4 separate regions of the Mus musculus genome follow, and regions 1, 2 and 3 are each linked to region 4. The links are chromatin contacts, called in public HiChIP or PLAC-seq maps. All regions are on one chromosome and are shown on one strand. Each heading gives the region's core, a stretch centred on a gene start, on an enhancer-like site or on the middle of the called end of the contact. The rest is flanking DNA. Distances are from core to core; before and after follow the strand shown. Region 1 holds the start of Mien1 (migration and invasion enhancer 1). Region 2 holds the start of Lrrc3c (leucine rich repeat containing 3C). Region 3 holds the start of Ppp1r1b (protein phosphatase 1, regulatory inhibitor subunit 1B). Region 4 holds the start of Pip4k2b (phosphatidylinositol-5-phosphate 4-kinase, type II, beta).

Region 1 (2,700 bases), core at 165-2,664, 690 kb before region 4:
ACCAGTATTTGTGGTGGCTATGAAGAAACAACTCCTTGTGCCCTTTTGGTGGTGTAAAATGCTACAGCTGCTTAGAAAAAAAAAAACAAAAACAAAAAACAAAAACAAAAGCAGGTAGGCAATCCATAAAGAGTTAAATATAAATTTCTCGCAGCCCAGTAGTTTTAATTTTACTCTAAGGAACTTAAGAGAAATGGCAACACATCCATACAAAGGCATCTACAAGACATTTACTCAAAACAAACAACCCAAAGAAACCCAGATTAATGTTAATAGACAAATAATCTGTGCTTTTTCTATACAACAGAATGAAATAGTATTCATCAATAGAAAGGAACGCCTGGGACACAGCACTGGATGGAGGCTTGCTCTGATACAACAGAGCAAACGTCACATGCTGCAAGAGTCCATTTATGTGAAATGTCCAGAAAAGTTTAGAGAGCAGAGCAGCGATTGCTTGGGGCTGGAGTTGGAAGCTGCAAGCAAACAGGAAAGGCCTTCTTAGATCCATTGAAATATCCTATAACTAGATGGGATGACGTCAGAACTCAGCAAACACAGACCGACCCAACAATGAACAGTTTCAAGGGACACCAGAATGGGTGACTTGTTACGATACTGTAGTGGTGCTTCAGGGAAGGAAGAGACAGGGAGGACCCAGGCTGCAGTTCCAGAATTACAAACTGAGTTCAATGACACTAGCCCTCTAGCAAGAGGCAGGGATGAGGAGTGTGCATAAAGTGGGGGTCAGCACTTCAGAGTCAAAAGAACTAGAGTTCTGGGCTGATGAAGACGCTTGACCTGTAAGAGACAGACCTTTGAGACAGAATCTGATACTCTGAGTTCAATCCCTGGGACCCACATGATAAGATGGAGGAGGCCGAAAGTTGCTGTACTCTGACCTTCAAAAGCATGCTATGGCATGGCCCCCACCTCCAATACACACTCGTCCACAAATTAATAAATAAATGTAGTAAGTTTTAAAGATGCCCTCGCATGCATAAATTCACACTTATACACATATATACGTAATTAAAATATTCTTAAAAGTTAAAAAAAAAAGAACTCGAAAGAAAAGCAGTATGGTGTGGTTTCAAACGCTATCATCGTTCGAGAGGTAAATAGCAACACCAATCACAGACCATCAGCTACCTCGGCCGCCTGCCCCATTTTCTCTGTCTTTTGTAAATGGAAAATAGCTTTGTGATCACAGGCAGTTCGTTAGTAAGCAAATCCATGACTGTGAGCATTGGATGCCAATGAGCTCTCAGAACCCAGGATCAGTGCTGGTCCAGGATATTCGCTCTGCAGCTGGATCAAGATGTAGCAGTACCTGCTGACGGCAGAGGGCGCCCCGACGCAAAGCGAGGTCCGGACACGCCCACGGACACGCCCCCCACGTGACTTTGGCGTGGCGTCACACCCGGAAGCAGCCCTGCAGCGGAGCGGGCAGCAATGAGTGGGGAGCCAGCGCCGGTGTCCGTAGTGCCCCCTCCCGGGGAGGTGGAAGCAGGCAGTGGAGTCCACATCGTGGTGGAGTACTGGTAAGCCACTCGGGTTGAAAAGGAGCCTCTTGTGCTCGCCCGCAAGATGGGGGTGGATCCACGGGAGGCCCCACCCCCGGAACCCCAGCTCACTCCACGTCTCTTCTCCCCAGTAAACCCTGCGGCTTTGAGGCGACCTACCTGGAGCTGGCGAGCGCTGTGAAGGAGGAGTATCCGGGCATTGAGATTGAGTCGCGACTCGGGGGGACAGGTGAGGTCCGCAGAGCACCTGCTGAGTCAGTCCATGTGATAAAACTCCAGCTCTCCCTACATTCTAGAGCTGACATTGGCTGTTGTATATAAAGCCCCTAGTAGGGTCTGACACATAGCAAAAATGCCTACTGTGGGTTTGGAGTGAAGGAACTCTTAATGGCGTATTGGAAAGACGCACGGGTGAGGACTTTGGGGTTTGGGGCTGAATGGCTTCAGGATCGGTGTCTGCCGAGGCCATGAACAGTCTTGCTTGGACTCGAGGTGGTGCCAAGGACCTCCCTGAACTTCTGCCTGTTGTTCTTAGTTCGTTCTTGCATTTATTTCCTACCAGGGGCCTTCGAGATTGAGATCAATGGACAGCTGGTGTTCTCCAAGCTGGAGAATGGAGGGTTTCCTTATGAGAAAGACGTGAGTATTTAATGTACCTCGGGAGGGTGGCTGAGACGAGACACACCCTCCTCTCCTGTGCATGACACTCGCCCATGTCTCTGTCCGCTAGCTCATGGAAGCCATCCGAAGAGCCAGCAATGGAGAACCTGTAGAAAAGATCACCAACAGCCGGCCTCCCTGTGTCATCCTGTGACTAAGAAATGATTCTTGGAAGCTTGGTTCTGGGGTTTAAACCTTTCCTTGTGGTTACGCTAGGAATCCCTCTACCTTTAGCCCCTCACTTGGCCCTAGGTAACTAAGACCCTGACTTCACTTTGCCTCTTAGGGCACAAGGAGGGACTAGACATTTCTGTGGCCAAAGGCAGAAAAGAGATGTTCTCTGTGAACATCACCATCGCTCTCCCGGGATCTGTGCCCTCTGCAGTTTGGTCCTCTCCCCAGCGTGGCAATACCTTTCAGATGCCACGGTTGCTATAACTTATTTTCCCTGAATCCTGGGCAGTGTCGGCTCTTGGCAATAAAGAGTAATTACAAATGCTTGTGTCAACTGGCG
Region 2 (2,700 bases), core at 19-2,518, 850 kb before region 4:
TCCTCTGAGCGCACAGGCTGCGCGGGAGGAGCCCGCTTGACCGGGCGCCGCGTCTCATCTCGGTTCTGCCACACATAGCGGATCAGATAAGCCACTACCAGTGTCAGCCAGCCCCCCATGGTGACTAACAGGGCCACATCCGTGCTCCTTCGGGTCCCACCTCGTCCTGTCCCACACAGCTCTTCCTCCCTGGTGAGCAGAAGGAACTCGTGTCCCACGAGATCTGGTCGGGCTTCTGGACCACACACAATGCCTGTCCCGGAGCCTGGAGCCAACCTGACGTGCCTGAGCACTTCCTGTAGGGCACAGTCGCAGCGCCATGGGTTGGCAGACAGGTTCACTTGGATCTGCAGCCCCACGAAGGCTGCCACAGGCACAGATGCTAGCTGGTTGGCAGAGAGGTCGAGGTGGCGCAGAGTGCCCTCCAGGCCCTGGAAAGCAGCCCCTGAGAGATGAACAAGAGCGTTATGAGACAGGTCTAGTTCTTCCAGGGCAGGCAGGTGCTGGAAGGCACCAGCTGGCACTGATGCCAACTGGTTGGCGTCCAGGTAAAGCTTTCGGGTGTCGTTGGGGATACCGTTGGGCACGGCACTCAGACCAGCCCGGCTGCAGCGGAATGTCTGTTCCCCGGCTTCTTCTGCTACGTAGCAGCCCTGGGGCAGTGCCAGGGGGCGGGGCACAGAGCCCCCGGTGCCAATCACCAGCAGGAGGGGCAGGAGGCGAGGAGCTAGTAGGGGCATGGTCGCAGATAAACATAATCCTGGAGTGGAGGAGAAGCTGGGGAATAGACGAACCTACGACAGAAGAGCAAAGTTAGAATTCTACGTCCCACTGAAACTCGCTCCTGCTAGAGTCCCTCAGTGGACCCTCTCTGGACCCAAGCCTGTCCTTTCAGGGCTCTCTTAGCCCAAGGTCCATTGGTCTGTCCGACCGTCCCTCTGTCTGTCTCTGTCTCTGTCTCTGTCTCTGTCTCTGTCTCTGTCTCTGTCTCTCTCTCTTCAACAGGACCCCGGGGGAAGGAATCCCTTAGACTTGGAACGTTTGGGTTCTATTGATTCTAGATTAATCTGTGAGGTCCTTCTGTCCCTTTGCCCTGCTGAAATGGGCCCAAGGGGCCTGTCCAAGCTATTTCTTCTGCTTGAATCTTCATTTCCTTCGTTGAAATAAACATTTTTGTCCTCTAAGTACCTGTATGACTGCCAAGGGAGGCCAGGTAAACACCAGGGAGGCGGCCTGGCTGGCACTCGTGTCACAAGAGTGACATATTAGCGATAGATCCCAGGTTGTTCAGAATATACAAGTAGGTAGCGGGTGCCTCTGGCGCCGCCTTCTGTGCACATCAACTCCCCCTTTTCTGAAAGCATCTACCCCATCCTGCTTCAGCTCCTGGATTAGCTCACCTTCCCACCTCTCTCCCTTCTCCTTCCTGCCTCTCACCCTGGTTGGTGGCAGAGTCCTCTCCTGTGCTCCTGCCTTTTTTCCGGAAGTAGTCCCCCTGCCAGTGGGCTCTGGAGACCCGTTTCTTCCTTCAGAAGTCCTGTTTGCTTCAGCAGCTGAAAGCTGTGACCTGGGGCCCAAGAGTGTAGAGTTTCCTGGCATATGACTCTAGGCCCCAGGTGTCAGATACCTGAGCCATGGCCTGGCCAGGCAATGCCAAGAGAGAGCAGATCCCAGACCCTGATGTTCGGGAGACAGGTCTGGATTCCATTTCCTGCCCCAGGCTTTCCTCTCATAACTTAGCAGTTGCTATCTCCTATCAGCTGCGAGAATGGCCTCCCAGAACCTCCTTTTCTTGCCCAGAGCCTGGCTGGCCAAAAGGATGGTGGTTTGGTTGCCCTGGGTGCAGAATCCTACGATTCCCTCTCAGCAACTTGCAGCACAAGCCCCCTCCCGCTATTTTTTTTTTTTTTTTTTTTTTTTTTTTTTTTTTTTTTGTTCTCTGTAGGTCCCTGGTACCGACCCGGTCTTTTCCTCATCTTCAGAGGATGCCCCTGAATCTTCACAGGGCCAACCCTTCTGACCACCAGGAGGCGCTGTGGTTTAGTCTCAGTTTGCTGTTGTAGATGGTCGCTCTAGGAGTTGAAAGCTCTTTAAGTCTGATGTGGTGAATTGTTTTCCTGCCAACTTTTCAGTACTGAACTAGAGGCCAACCCAGATGTTCTTGGGCTCCCAGGATGGCAATTTGAATCCTTCTTCAAGCCTGAGACTGCGATGACTTATTCAAGGACCCTTCATCCTAACGATTGTTTGCAGGGGTCCCACCATTCTTCTACATCCCTTCTCCTGATGTCCTGGGGGTGGCCGGAAGGAAGGATTTGAACTCCGGAGAGTGTTTTGTGTCTATGTCTGAGCCCTTGTGAGTGAACAGTGGCAGAATGGAGGGGCTCCGTGCAGAATGGACGTGAGCGAGCTTGTGGCAGTGAAGTCCAAAAGCTATTGTTTTCATTACATTTTCCAGAACTGTCTGACTTGACTTTATGGTTGCAACACCAACACAGGTTTTCCTGCTCCACTCACCTGCTGTGTTTTGCAGCGACAGGGGTGACCCGAAGTCATGGGTATGGATGTAGATCAGTTGTTCTCAGCCTATGGGGTCACACCAGCCTGGGGTGGGGGCGGGTCAATCGACCCTTTCACACGGGTCACCTAAGACCACTGGAGAACAGATATTTACATTGCTATTTATAACGTAACAGTAGC
Region 3 (2,921 bases), core at 257-2,756, 600 kb before region 4:
AATAGAGAGAGGACCAGGTAATTGAGGCTGGAGCGGCTGCTGCCAAAGGCTGCTTAGGCCCAGGCTTCAGCCCACCCCAACCAAGCACCCCAAGACCAAGACATGCTTTGCCCACTTTTTACTGCTCTCCCTCTTCAGAGCCATTGGCATCTCAGCAACAAGTGTCCTTGCTAGGTCGAGGAGAACAGACCTCTGCCTCCGACACTCTCCCTCACACCTTTGTAGGTCTCCCAACCCTCAAGGAAGAGATGTCAGCTCACTCCCTGGGGTTGCAGTTCCAGGTCTTGAGAGCAGAGAGTAGTCAGAATAACGTTCTGGGGACACCCCACCACCACCAACAACTAGGCCTATAGGGTGAGACTGTGGCCCTCTAGACCATGAGTGGTTGAAGTGACAGCCTCAGACGCCAGAGCTGTTTGTATCTGTCCATGGGATACCACCAGGGTGATGGGGTCTCTGCGGGGAATAAATGACTAGCCTAGCGGGGCTATATAAGAGCCAAAAGGGCAGTCCCGAGAACTGATTGATAGTCTCCGGACGCTCACTGCAGGAATTCTCCCGCCCAAGATAGGCTTAAAGGTCCGGAGAAAAGTTGCTAGGAGTCTCCGGCGAACTTCCAGTCCTGTGGGGCGCCCCATTGCAGTCCAGGCTGGATCCAACATGGGACGGGACGGACTGTGCTGGGGTGGGGGAATATGTGTTGGGGGTGATACGTGGATGGGGCGCGGCCCCCTTACCATCTCCACCTGTCGGGGGTCGAGCTGGCTCGGGGGCGCGGGCACAGAGAACTGAATCTTCTTGCGGTCCTTGGGGTCCATGGCGGGCGGCTGAGCGTTCTTGGGGTGTCTGGCTGAGCCCTGCTCGGCTGTCCGGAGCTGCGGGTGGCGCGTGCTGCGCGGAGGAGGAGGAGGAGCACTGTCCCCGCACCCAGGAAAATCCCGCGCTCCACGAGGAGAACGCGCGACGGTCGGGAGGACTGAACAGCGGGGCTCGCCTGCAGCGCCGGGCTCAGCGTCCCCAGGTCAGAGCTCAGGATCCCCGCGCCTTAGCTGCGCGCCACCGGTTTGGGGCGCGGGGCTCTGGCTGCCGGCCTGAGCTATCTCGGCGGGCTGCCCTCGGCCTTGCTCTACCAGCTTCTGTCTATCCCCCACTCTGCCTTCTTCCTCTCCGCGCCTCTGCCGCTACTGGCTGCACCCCACAGGTCCCAACCCTGGGGTCCCAGCCCGTCCTCTCTGCCAGGGACTGGCGCCCAGGCGTTTGGAGGGAGGGCTTAGGGGAAAGCGGCCAATGAGCATCGAGAAGCGTGTTCTCCCGGGCTGGGAGGAGGGTGCGGAGTGGGAGCCAGGGCTAGGGGAGCGGCCCGGGGGCCCCCTGCAGTATCCCCAGAACTCGGCGTTGTATTATTAATGAAGTCCAGCGGTGACGCTAAGGGGAGGGGGCAGGGGCAGCTGCAGCCGGGACTCTGGCTTTAACCTCTTCGCCCACCCCCCCTCGGGACGTGGACTTTTAAGGGAGGCCCGTGAGGTCGAGAAGAGAGTGCCAGCATGTCACGCTGTGAATGGGGGTGTCCTAGAAAGCGAGTGTGAGAGAGGTGTGCGTGGGAGGACACCTGTCAGTCATCATCGTGGTAGGGAGTATGTGCAAGTGAATGCTAGAGGCCTGGAGTGCTGTAGCTGGGGAGGGTGGGGGTCGGTGCGGTGTGAGCGTGTGAGTCTATGTAAGTGTGTCAGAGTGTCAAAGATGCGGGTGTGAGTGGCAGCGTGTGGGAGGACTGCGTGTGTGCGGGGGAGGGTGTGGGTGTGGAGGAGGATGTCAGAGACTGTCAAGGTGATGGGCAGGCGGGTGCCAGCTTGCGGGGGGGGGGGTGGTATGCAGGAGAGGGGCTTGAGGCTGTGAATGTGAGAGCAAATTCCGGGGGGGGGGGGGAATGAGTCCCTGCCACAATGTACCCAGCATTCACGTGTCTCTTGCCTTTTCTCCGCAGCTACTGGGGGAGGGGACAGAATCAGCCCAGGGGCAGGGTTGGGGGGCTGCCTTCCCCGTACACGTGCTATCACATGTGTGGGCTTGGTGCGTTGGGGAACAGAGCTGGGGGTGTGTGATCATTCTGAGGTGCCAGTCTCTTCTACAGAGGTGTGTGTGTGTGTGTGTGTGTGTGTGTGTGATGGAGAAGAGGGGCTACTTTGTGGGTTAAGTACCCTTGTTTATCTGTCCAAGCCCTTGAGTCTCTCCGCAGGAGCTGGCACTACCCTCTCTGAGGCTGGCGAGGACTGAGTGCCTCTCTGTAGTGCCCAGAAGGGGTGTGTGTGTGGACCTGTGCCTGTCTGTGCCCTCCTGGGGTTCTGTTTGTGTTGGCTGTCCTCTCTTCTGGTCACTCTTAGGCCAGGAACAGCAGGAGCCCTCCCCACCACACCCGTAACTCCACAGGCAACTTTTCCACTCCTAGCCGGGCACTCTGGCCCCAGGGGTAGACTGAGAGGCCAATGGAGTCTTATGGAAATGAGGTCAGGGGCATGCTGTTCTGCCCCAGACTCAGTGCCCTCTGGGGGAAGAGAGAGAGAGAGAGAGAGAGAGAGAGAGAGAGAGAGAGAGAGAGAGAGAGAGAGAGAGCGCATCAGGGGCCAAGCTTTGCTCTTGGGAATAGGATGTTCTGGTGGACAGGCTCCATGTCCTCCAGCCTAGGCCTGGCCACAGTTTGTTGACTTACATATTTTCTGGGGTGCTGTCCCTGGACATGGGCATCTCTGCCAGTTCCTAGCTTGGCCCAGGACCCCTCTTCCAGATGGGGTGTGGTGAGGAATGGCAAAACCCAGCCTGTTGTTATGTTGGGAGGATCAAGAGAGTCGCTGGGCAGCCTTTAGGTCAAAGTGGGGGTAGGAGGCTGGAGTTCCCCTGCGCTGGGGTCGCTGTGAAAGGGTATG
Region 4 (2,717 bases), core at 62-2,561:
GCTCTTAATTCATATATTAAGCCATTTCGTTGTTCTACCAGTTCCTAATTTCTCCTAAAATATGTTTGGATTTAAGCACTAAAATTCCAGTCACTGTAATTATTGTTGTTGTTACTTTTTGAGACAGGGTTTCTCAGTATAGATAGCCCTGGCTGTCCTGGAACTCACTCTGTAGACCAGGCTGGCCTTGAACTCAGAAATCTGCCTGCCTCTGCCTCCCAAGTGCTGGGATTAAAGGCATGCGCCACCACGACCGGCTGGCACTGTAATTCTTAAAACTCAGTTTCTCCCCAGACAATATAACATTATTCATTTAATCATCTCATCCTTCTGCCCTATGTTATAGTTAATTATGGCTTTTATTTTATTACTTGGTAATAAAGGCTACATTTATTTTTGTAACTGTGTAGAGCGATCTACCACGTGCCTGGTACTGAGTCTTGATATCCCAAGTGTTGACCTGTGATTTGTGTCGGATACAGAGACCCTTCGACCAAGTGGAATTACATAATAAACCATGGGCAGTTTATTCGAGATTTCTTGGAGCAAGAATGAAAGGATTATTACAATACGCGTCTACAGATGCTAGTGGTGTCTAAACTTGACCATCGGGATAGAGGAGGCTAGGCGGCAGGTGGGTGGGCGCGCGGCCCATTCATAAAACCTAGGATTCCCGGCCTGCTCCTCTGATTGGCCCCCGGGAAAGGGGGCGTACCTTGCGGGTGGAGCGAGCCGTCGGCCCAGGGGAGTGGGAAGATCCACGCTTGGGTGGAGCGAGGGGGCGGTCCCTGGTTTTCTAGGCAGGACTTCCTTTCCCCTTTGCCGCGTTACTCCTCTGTCCCCCGGGGTGGAGATGGTATGTTCCAGCTTCTTCTCATGCCGGCCCCTCTTCCCCTCCCGAAGCGGCGGCGCTGCCGCCATTTTAGTACTTCATGTGGAGGCAAAGTCAAAGCCCGGCCTTGAGGGTGTCCGAGTAGGGAGCCCTTCTTGCCGAGTGCCTCGAGGCTGTCCATCCCCAGTCTTCCTCGTTCCCCCGCGTGAAGCCGGCTGGGTTCCCTTCAGGCCGGGAGAGGAGGAGTGGGCGGGGCAGCTGCAAGCGCCCGGGGACGGGCGGTACCATTCCGACGGGGAGGGGAGAGCCGGGATCCAGTGGGCGGTGCCGCCCGGGGGCGGGGTGAGGATCAGGCTGGCCTGCTCCCCGGGGCGGGGCGGGGCGGGGCGGGCCGGCGCAGCGAGGGCGGGGCGTGGGGCGGACGGAACCACCGGGGCGGGGTGGGGAGGTAACGGGACGGGCGCGACCATGGCTCGGTGAGGCAGCGGGGGTGGGGATCGGTTCGGGGGAGGCCTGGGGCCGCTCGCTGGTGCGCTGTCTCCGCCGCCCCCCCTTTCGCCGCCGCCGCCGCCCCGGGCATGTCGTCCAACTGCACCAGCACCACGGCGGTGGCGGTGGCGCCGCTCAGCGCCAGCAAAACCAAGACCAAGAAGAAGCATTTCGTGTGCCAGAAAGTGAAGCTATTCCGGGCCAGCGAGCCGATTCTCAGCGTCCTGATGTGGGGGGTGAACCACACGGTAACCAGCTTCCCCGTGCGCGCCCCCACTCCCTCCGGCCTCGCCACGCTCGCCCCGCGGGTGACGCCTGCAACCCTTCCGCCGAGCCACTTGCATGCCCGCCCACCCGTGCACGCTGTCCGGCCGGGCGTGCACTCCCCGTTCGCCACGCGAGGCCTGGTGTCCCCGTGCTATGCCGTCGTCGTTTCCCCTTCGCTCCAGCCCCTCTGGCTTCTTGTGTCCGTATGCTGGCTCCGTGCAACCCCGGAGCTTCCGAGGGAAGGCCTGGGTGCTGCAACGACGCTGCTTCTACCCTCAGCGTGTTTGTTGCATGGCTATTCCGCTTGTCTCTTATAGCTGGCTACCACATCATTGCTCAGTTGACAGGGCAAGTGGGACTGGCTTGCCTGAATGTTCCTGTTTGTGGTCCTTTGGGTGGTATGGCTGCTCAAAGTTTCCCATCTTCTAGGCCTCCTTACCCCTGACTGTGGACATCCTCTCTGGGTTTCCTTTTTTTCTTCTTCTTCTTCATGAAGACGTATCAACTGGAGAAGCAGAGACTTCTCCAAACCACAGACACTTGACTTGTGTTCCCATGGATGAAGGATAAGTGCGAGCACAAGGCCCGAGGGAGTGTAGACTTGGTTATGGAAATAATGTATCTTCCTCGTTCTTCTGTGATGTTTCAAAGCCATTGACTTCTCGTATGGTTTTCCAGGGTGTGATAATGGTGATTACTGTCTCAGATGAGTGGTCCTTTGGGTCCTGGGTGCTTTGGGATGGTGCAGCAGCCTCTGCCAAGAAGTTGGATGTGGCCGACGTTAGCTGGTTGGCTCTGTTTATGTGCTGTTTGTTTGGGATCTGCTCTCTTTCGGTGGCTTGCTCTCTGCCTTCTCACCGTTTCTTTGTGAGTCCCTACACTGAGAGCAAACAGAGGAAGTGAAAAGACCTGAGGTGCTGACTCCACCAGCCACAAGTTTAGAATGGGGGTGGGTGGGGGGAGGATAACGGGTCGGGTCTCCTTCGGATTTCATTCTTTAGGCTCCATGACTTTTCTGAACACTTGAAATTGTCTACAAGACCAAACAATGACCCAGGGACCCAGGGTCAGGGAGACTTCATTTTCTCTTGCTTTGGTAGAAGACCTAGAGGGTCCTTTGGCTAGAGAT

The links. HiChIP or PLAC-seq counts read pairs in DNA pulled down with a chosen protein or histone mark.
Region 1: a contact with region 4 is called in an HNF4G HiChIP or PLAC-seq map of pancreatic cancer cells. The contact joins the promoter of Mien1 here to the promoter of Pip4k2b in region 4. A contact is called at or near these places in 4 of 39 promoter capture datasets (cranial neural crest, liver, pre-B cells and 1 more) and 1 of 115 datasets of contacts at active chromatin or transcription factors (pancreatic cancer cells).
Region 2: a contact with region 4 is called in an H3K27ac HiChIP or PLAC-seq map of large pre-B cells, with 3 times the contacts expected there. The contact joins the promoter of Lrrc3c here to the promoter of Pip4k2b in region 4. A contact is called at or near these places in 2 of 115 datasets of contacts at active chromatin or transcription factors (large pre-B cells and pancreatic cancer cells).
Region 3: a contact with region 4 is called in an H3K4me3 HiChIP or PLAC-seq map of bone marrow-derived macrophages, with 6 times the contacts expected there. The contact joins the promoter of Ppp1r1b here to the promoter of Pip4k2b in region 4. A contact is called at or near these places in 1 of 39 promoter capture datasets (liver) and 2 of 115 datasets of contacts at active chromatin or transcription factors (bone marrow-derived macrophages and pancreatic cancer cells).

The regions. Positions count from the first base shown.
Region 1 is chr11:98,437,702-98,440,401 of GRCm38.p6, reverse strand. Mien1 (migration and invasion enhancer 1) reads left to right here and starts at 1,414. Exons shown (of 4, transcript NM_025559.2): 1 at 1,414-1,544; 2 at 1,658-1,755; 3 at 2,089-2,165; 4 at 2,257-2,694. The coding sequence starts at 1,456. The coding sequence ends at 2,340. It overlaps Erbb2 (erb-b2 receptor tyrosine kinase 2), which reads right to left. Exons shown (of 27, transcript NM_001003817.1): 27 at 2,686-2,700.
Region 2 is chr11:98,596,859-98,599,558 of GRCm38.p6, reverse strand. It overlaps Lrrc3c (leucine rich repeat containing 3C), which reads right to left and starts at 1,268. Exons shown (of 2, transcript NM_001195544.1): 1 at 1,189-1,268; 2 at 1-794. The coding sequence starts at 740.
Region 3 is chr11:98,346,991-98,349,911 of GRCm38.p6, reverse strand. Ppp1r1b (protein phosphatase 1, regulatory inhibitor subunit 1B) reads right to left here and starts at 1,506. Exons shown (of 7, transcript NM_144828.2): 1 at 738-1,506. The coding sequence starts at 818.
Region 4 is chr11:97,743,298-97,746,014 of GRCm38.p6, reverse strand. Pip4k2b (phosphatidylinositol-5-phosphate 4-kinase, type II, beta) reads left to right here and starts at 1,311. Exons shown (of 10, transcript NM_054051.1): 1 at 1,311-1,569. The coding sequence starts at 1,411. It overlaps Cwc25 (CWC25 spliceosome-associated protein), which reads left to right. Exons shown (of 10, transcript NM_026186.4): 10 at 1-545. Mir8102 (microRNA 8102) reads right to left here and starts at 1,118; the gene lies at 980-1,118.